Regions from separate parts of the Mus musculus genome. Here region 2 is linked to region 1. A link is a contact called in public ChIA-PET data. All regions are on one chromosome and are shown on one strand. The core of a region is the stretch at or near the end of the contact, and the rest is flanking DNA. Distances in the headings are between cores, read along the strand shown.

Evidence for each region. ChIA-PET counts read pairs in DNA pulled down with a chosen protein or histone mark.
Region 2: a contact with region 1 is called in an RNA polymerase II ChIA-PET map of memory CD8 T cells, with 246 read pairs. The contact joins the promoter of Foxn2 here to the enhancer-like site in region 1. A contact is called at or near these places in 2 of 39 promoter capture datasets (hippocampal neurons and macrophages), 18 of 484 Hi-C or Micro-C datasets (CD4 T cells, CD8 T cells, CD8 central memory T cells and 8 more), 5 of 115 datasets of contacts at active chromatin or transcription factors (effector CD8 T cells, embryonic stem cells, intestinal villus epithelium and 1 more) and 1 of 9 other capture datasets (adipose tissue).

What each region holds. Positions count from the first base shown.
Region 1 is chr17:88,401,628-88,405,309 of GRCm38.p6, reverse strand. No RefSeq gene overlaps it. Among named protein-coding and RNA genes, the nearest start is that of Gm23947, 11 kb to the right of the region's middle. Within about 2 kb of position 1,804, at least 74 of the 459 cell types and tissues checked have an H3K27ac peak or open chromatin away from gene starts, as enhancers often do. A contact at or near this core is called in CD8 T cells, CD8 central memory T cells, Th1 cells and 5 more, where this site is marked.
Region 2 is chr17:88,438,871-88,442,552 of GRCm38.p6, reverse strand. Foxn2 (forkhead box N2) reads right to left here and starts at 1,849. Exons shown (of 6, transcript NM_180974.5): 1 at 1,669-1,849.

The DNA.
Region 1 (3,682 bases), core at 555-3,054:
CTCGTTGAGCCATCTTGAGAGCTTCCGGCATTCAGGTTTTAAGGCATGTATAATAGGAAAGTGGGGAGATAGAAGCTAGGAAGGTGAAATGGCTATAAAGCATTGGACTGCTTCCTTCAGGGTGGGAGGTGATGGGGTCGCTTCACCCAGAAGCCTCTGACTGTGCTTAAGAGAAAACCGATCGTCTCTAACCACCGTTCACTTCCTGCTGCAAAAGGTTCAACCTTCAACCTTTTCAGAACTGTTTTTCTCCCTGACTCCCGTTTAAATCTTCAAACAAAATGAACTGCTACTGAAGAACTTCCTAAGACTTCGCATCCGTAGGTCTGCCTCTTCCATATCACGCTGTTCCACAATTTGTAAGTCATTAGGAGGAACCGTGTCTGACTTTATTAATTTTTCATATCGCTGAACAGATAATTTTCATATAATAAACCTTAATTGCCGCTGCTCCTAGGTTCCGTAAACATTTAGAAAGAGGTCTTTTTCAAGGGCTATTTAAGCTGAGGAAGGGAAAATTTGACCCACAGTTTATCTGTTAGCTCATTAGCATACTAATGCGGCTACAATTTACATTTGACTAGGGGGTTGTCTTTCACTCTAGAATCTTGTTGGCAGAGCATCACAGTTTTTGGTTGATTTTTAAAAACACTTTGTCTGAATACACAAGGGAAATAAGGTGGTGCTAATACTAGAAGCTTGGAAGTGAATTAATTGCTCTGAAATAATTCCACATTGGGTTGGCCTCTCTGGCGGTGGTATTTGCATGCCCCTCGTTCATGCTAATTGGCATTTAAACAGAATCAACCTACGACATTTCTCACACTTCCTAATGAATGATTATTTCCTCAAGGTACCTAAATTCGGCAGGGGGTTAAGATAGCGGCTGAAGTGCTCTAAGAACTTTCTCAGTTTAAAAAAAAAAATCTTTTTCTGAGCAATTCTGCCACTTGAAGTATTTACCTTGATGTGGACTCAGTGAAATTAACACTGGATCTCATCGCTGTAATCTTATTAGTATCAAAAGGTTTGTTTGTTTGTTTGTTTGTTTTTAGAGAACTAAAAAAAGTAAAGGCAGCGGGTGTAGTGGTGCTTTAGGGAGTCAAGAGACTCAGAGGTTAAAGTGAGCCTCATCCACTTCATAAGTTCAAGGCTAGCCTGGTGTACATGACTGTCTCAAAACAAACACGTAGCTGGGTGTTTTATATAACCTCTGGATGGGGGGTGTAGCTCTCGGTTGAGAGCCTGCTTGCCTGGCATCCACAAAGCCCTGGGTTCTATTACGACCATACCCAGCACTGGTGCGGTGATGCATACTTCTAATCCAAGGTCTTTGGAGGTAGAGGCAGAGGGGGAGCAGAAGTTCAAGGTTCTCCTTGGCTGGTGAGTTGGAGATCAGAAAAGAAAAGAAAGGCACCTGACCTGTATGTGACCATGTCTATGATAATCTCAGAGGAAGGGGTAATATGACTACGGTTTTCCCCAAAGAATAGTTTACCACTTACAGTAGGCTTAAGAAGATCAGCTAAGGTATTCACCGTTGTCCTTAGGAAAGTGTGAAAGAAAAGCCGGGCTCTCCAGAGGCAGTCTTTCTAGGATAGCTGCAGAGGAGAAAAGCTGGGATGGAGTGTGTGTTCATCCCAATTGGTAAATCAGTGTGCTTTATAAGGCTCTGTACTCCCACCTTCATCCAATGGGGGCAAGCGTACATCCTGATGTAGCTCCCGTCTACTTACTTCCTGCCTATGTGTCATCACACACATCCTGTGTGGCTGGAACATCCAACCCTGTGTACAAAAGTGAAAACATACAGTCATTGAAACTGAAAGTGTAATTGAACGCTCTCTCTCTCACACACACAGGTGGATCTGCACTGCAACTGCCAAATGAGTGAAGAGGGCCGCTCCTGGGAAGCTGCTATGGAACCAGGAAGGCCTCTCCTGGGAGGAAAAGCAAGCGTCTCATCTTTGTCCGTCTTCTCAGGAATTGGACATGCATGTGGTACAGGGTCCTGGGGAGAGGCTGGTAGCCCTGGCTGAGGACATGGCTTACAACCACAGCATGGGCTCCTGAAACACTGACTACACCAGGGGATGTAAAGGGCAGTCAGGAGAGCCGAGGAAGGCAAGCAGAACTAGAGAGCAGTGGAGGACTTGTCTGTAGGACTTGAGAGTTAGGAAAATGAACAGAAATGGGCTGTGGAAAGATATGCAAATAAGCACATCCAGGCTTGGGGATTCTGAGCTCGGACACATTCACGATGCCCACGCCACACAAGTGACAAATGTGAGTGCAGGCATGGCTGTCCTTCTTCTTTGTGGTACTAATGATTGAGCACAGGTCAACTAGATACACTATCCCTAAGCTACATCCCCAGACCTATATATCTCTACATAAAAAAAATCTAATATGCTAACATTACTAAAAAGGGTGCAAATTAACACATCACATTGAAAGACCATTTGGTAATATTCAAGTAATTTACATATTTTTCGGATTAATTTTGTTCTCAAATGTGTACTCTGAAGAAATTTACCTTTATGTGTGCAAATGGATAGGGGCAGACATTGACTGATTACTTGATTGATTAATTAGAGTTTTCAAGCTGGTCTGGAACATGATACGTAATCCAAGATGACAGCAAACTTGCCAGGGTCGTCCTGTCTCGGTTTGTCAAAAGTAGTTATTACAGGTATAAAGTACCGTGCTTGGCAATCGCCCCGTTTCTAGCAATGTATTGGGAACAAACTAGCTGCAGTGTATGGAAGAGTTAATAAGTGAATTATCATGAACTCTTCCATCAGAGTCTCTAAAACACAATGGTGAAAAGGAATGCAGTAGAGCTACAGATGGCAAAGGAAATAATTCCAAGAAAGGTGAGGGACTGAAGCAGAGAGCAAGCCAGTCCCTTCAGAAACGCACACTCGCAGGTACATATTCTCATATCGTAAACATCGTTCTTTCCTTAGCCTACATGTTTAACCTCCTTGCTTAGACCATACTTGTTCTAAAGTCATTTTAGTACCACCTCCCAAAAAGGCAAACTGCAATCAGGAGTGATGGTGAGTCATACCTGCAATCACAATACTTGAGATGCTTAGTAGGAAGATCACAGCCTGGACTAAAGTGAAACCCTATCTCAAAAGATAAACATAAAAATTAATCGCAGGAGACTATAGTCATTTTAAGTTTTAGAGTCTAACAAAACAGGGCTGGGGGTTAAAGCTCAGTTGCAGAGCATATACCATGGATGCATGAAACATGAGGCCCCAGATTCAATTGTCAAGACTGCAAAATGTGCATGTGCACACACATACACTCTCACACACTTGCGCACACACACACACACATAAACACTCACTCACACAGACACTTTGACCCACAAACTCATACCTACTGACACACAGACATACCCTCTCACACATACTCACATATTAACAACCCTTACGTACACTCACACAGACAGACATACACATACAGACACACACATTCACAGACACACACACATTCATATAGACACACTCACACATACAGACACAAATAAATGTAATAGAAAAAGCAGGGGACAGAAAGAATCATGAAAGGGACATTATCGGCTTGTGTGATGTTATAGGGAATGGGCTGGAGGAATTTTTTTTTTTAATTAAGCTCTAATATTTTATGTGACTGAAATCTTTCAAGT
Region 2 (3,682 bases), core at 600-3,099, 37 kb before region 1:
TCTTTCACTTTTATATACTATAATTTCCACCTATGAATTCTGCTCAAATCTGACTACATACAAAACTAGTATTTATCCTTAAAAAGATAATTTCATTGCTAATCTGTGTAAAAAGAAACAAATGAGTTTTTTTCATAAGCCCGAAATAATGCCAGAATGTTATCATTTCAGATTCATTAGAATCGCTCGTTATTGGCTTTGAAATTAAAACGATTTTTCTAAAGAGTCGGGGAACTCTTTTTATAAAGACATTGCCCTGTCGCTCTTTGAAGATACCTAACACTGCTGAAATTTTAAGATGAATCATCAAAGTTGCAGCGAATGGCAAAAATGGCAATAGACACCTTACCAGAATTGCAAAGGAAAGCCATTCTACGATTCAGGTGAAACAACTAGATGTGATCGGTTCGGCTTTTTCCACTTCCTCTTATTAGAGCGCAGAAGCCAAGACTATACCATTACAAAGCCCCTGCTGCGAGAGAAGCCTCAAGCTCTCTGGCCGCTAGAGCACTCTATTGCACTCAGCCGGCCACGTGGCTGTCACAATCAGAAGACAGGAGAAAAGAGCACCAACTAACCTGGAAATAATTAACCGCTCACAGCGGAGTTGCAAGTAGGGGAAAAAAAAAAAAAGTCTGTCATTTCTCTGCACTTATGACTCCTCCCACCGCCACCCAAAAGGTGGAAAAAGGAAAGCTTTAAAGCAGAAACCAAGTGCAAGAAGATCTCGAGAGCGCGGCTTCCCAATGAAATTGCTACCCCCAACTCGCGTGAGGTGCGGCGGTGGGAACCCAGGCATTTTGCCGGAGGGCAGCCGGGGGCGGAGTTTGCAGTGCAAGACCGAGCACCGAGCACGTGGACTCCCTGCCCCTAACCTCCCCGGCTCGGCTTCGGGCTGCCGGGCACTGCACGCCGGCCGGCACCCAAGCTCAAGGCCGCGGACCACCGCGCACCCTCCCGGCCCGAGCGCCGGGCCGGAGGGCAGAAGTAACCTCGGCCCCGAAGGAGATGGCGAACAGGAAGTGCACATGTTGCAACGCCGAAACAGTCCAAGTCCCACCCCCACCCCACCCCACCCCACCCCCGGCCCGGGCCAGCCAGGCTTGGGGGCGCCTCCGGCCGCGAGAACCGGGCTGGGGTCGCCACCCCACATCGGGGCCCCGCGCCCGAAGTTTACGCGAGTCCTCCTGGGCACTACTTCTCCGGGCCCAGCCATCCCGCCCGGGCCGGGCCGGGCCCCGGACTGGGACTCCACGCCGCGCGCGTCCCGCTCGGATGGGAGCCGGAGCGGCGACGTGGCTGGCGCGGGCTCCCCGGGACTCTTAGAGCAGCAACTCCCGGGGTCGCAGGTTTCCGCCTGGGCGTCCTCTGCCCTCTGTGGCTCCGACTGCGCGACGCCCCCTCCGGTACGGTCATTACCTCGGGAGAAAACTCCTAACTCCTCACTCCCGGGGACCCGTGCTCGCCTCGGTTCCACACCCCCGGGGCAGCCCACGCTCTGCCGGAGCCGCGCGCCGGGTACACCCCCGCGCAGGGGCGCCAATTCTTCCCGGGACACAAAAATGTCCCGGCGCGTCACGGGACAGCCGCCTCCGCGCCCCCACGCCCAGCGCCGGCCGCACACGCTGCCTCCGCGCCGCGCCGCGCCGCGCGACCCCGGGGACTCACCGTCACTCAGCCGCCGCGAACCAGAGGCGAGGGCCGGGCCGGGCCAGACACAATATGGCAGAGCACCGCAGCTGCTCCCGTGGCTCCCAGCAGCCGCCTCCGGGACACCCAGGCGCGAGCAGGCAGTGGCAGCTGCGGTGGCGGCCGCCGCAGCACCACATCCCCCCCCCCCCCACCCCTCCCGCCTGCTCGCTTCCTCCCCTCCTCCCCGCCCCGCTGCCATGACAACGCGGCGCCAAGGCGCTTGGCCCCGCCCCTCCTTCCGTCCCGCCTCCCGCAGCCCGCCCTTGCCTCGTCCCGCCTCCTACCAGGGCGGCGGCCGCCCCTCCGAGCTGTCGTCCTGCAGGCGGGTGGGGGGGAAGGTGGCGTCCGGAAGGGTGGAGCGGGCTCGGAAGGCAAAGCGAGGGGACGCTGAGGTTTACGGAGCTGGGCGTGCAGGCGGGAAAATGAAAAGCCCTCGCCTGTCGCCCGGAAGGACCTATGGGAGGGCGACCGAGGCGCGGCGCGGCTGCTGAGTGGACGAGCTGGCGCGGGACGCGCGAGTGTCCGCCCGCGACGCGTGTGCTGGGGCTGCCGCGACGGCCCGAACAGCCCCTTGGCTTTGAAAGTGTGGGGACCGGGAAGCTTTCTTGAGAACAACGCTACCTTCTTCTGACTGAAGTGCCGTGGAAACTCTATGCAGAGCAGATTTTAGAGGGGAAATGGGGCTTTGGAATCAGATCCAAATTTTACTAAAGATTTTCTGAGACTCTGTCTCCCAAATTAAAAACCAGTAATAAAAGGCAACACAGCAACAACAAAAATGTACAGAGCTCTCACTAATTGCTGTGTACAGTAATAAGGACTTAATATGCATTGTACACGTATTGCCTACACTGTATTGCGGGTACAGTGCTGCTAGATAAAACGGGAGTGGCCAGTTAATTCTGAATTGCAGACAAATGTAGAATAATTTTTAATGTTAAGGACATTCCCTTCGGGGTATACTTTCTGGTTGCTTCATGTTTTAGTGAATCTGCCAACTCTACAATTTCAGGAATTCCCTTTACATAGAAGGAAACTGAAGCCTAGAAGTAGCCTATCAAACTGCCCTTGGCAGTGAAGGTTTATGTATCAGTACTGGGTAGGGTGAGGCTGGAGGAGTGCCAAGATTTAGAGGTCACCCTGGCCTTCATAAGAAGTTTCTGTCTCAGCTGCGCGGTGGTGGCGCGCGCCTTTCATCCCAGCACTCGGGAGGCAGAGGCAGGCGGATTTCTGAGTTCGAGGCCAGCCTGGTCTACAGAGTGAGTTCCAGGACAGCCAGGGCTACACAGAGAAACCCTGCCTCAGAAAAAAAAAAAAAAAAAAAAAAAAAAAGAAGTCTGTCTCAAAAGGAAAGCAGGGTATAGTGCCTCATTCCTGTAATCCTGGAACTTGGAAGGAGGACATAGGAGACTCAAATGTTTAAGGCCATCTACATAGGGAGAGAGAGAGAGAGAGGACTATTCCATTGAATTTCTAAAAGAAAACTATAGTTTGAGTTTACTGTTATCATTATGAACCTGGAAATTAAACCTTTCAATTTCTATACCCAGTTCTTTAAAAACCATGCTACTGATACCTGTTTCACACAGATATAAATGGATTAAGAGAAAGGGTCTCTAAAACGGAGACATTGCCCGTCTGCTTGCTCAACAAAGCTTCATTTGGTTCCTGATGAGGGGATGTTGACTATTCAATGTCTTTGCATATAAAATGACTGAAGCAGGCTATCTGCTCGCAGTAAAGTAGATGAGCTGTGAATATGGCAGAGATGCAGAGGAATTGTAGGCACCCCGATGTACAAGAACAAAGCCAGAAATATTTGATTCCCTCATTCCACAAACAACATTATTCGTATGATCCATGTAAGCTCGCCTACCAGTTCTATTTCATTTTGTTTTGTTTGTTTGTTTTCTTTTCAAAGTCCCGGAGAATCCCAGTTTTCTTCAGAGTACGAAATCTCAGGGCAAATGTAAGATGTGCTTCAGCGGAG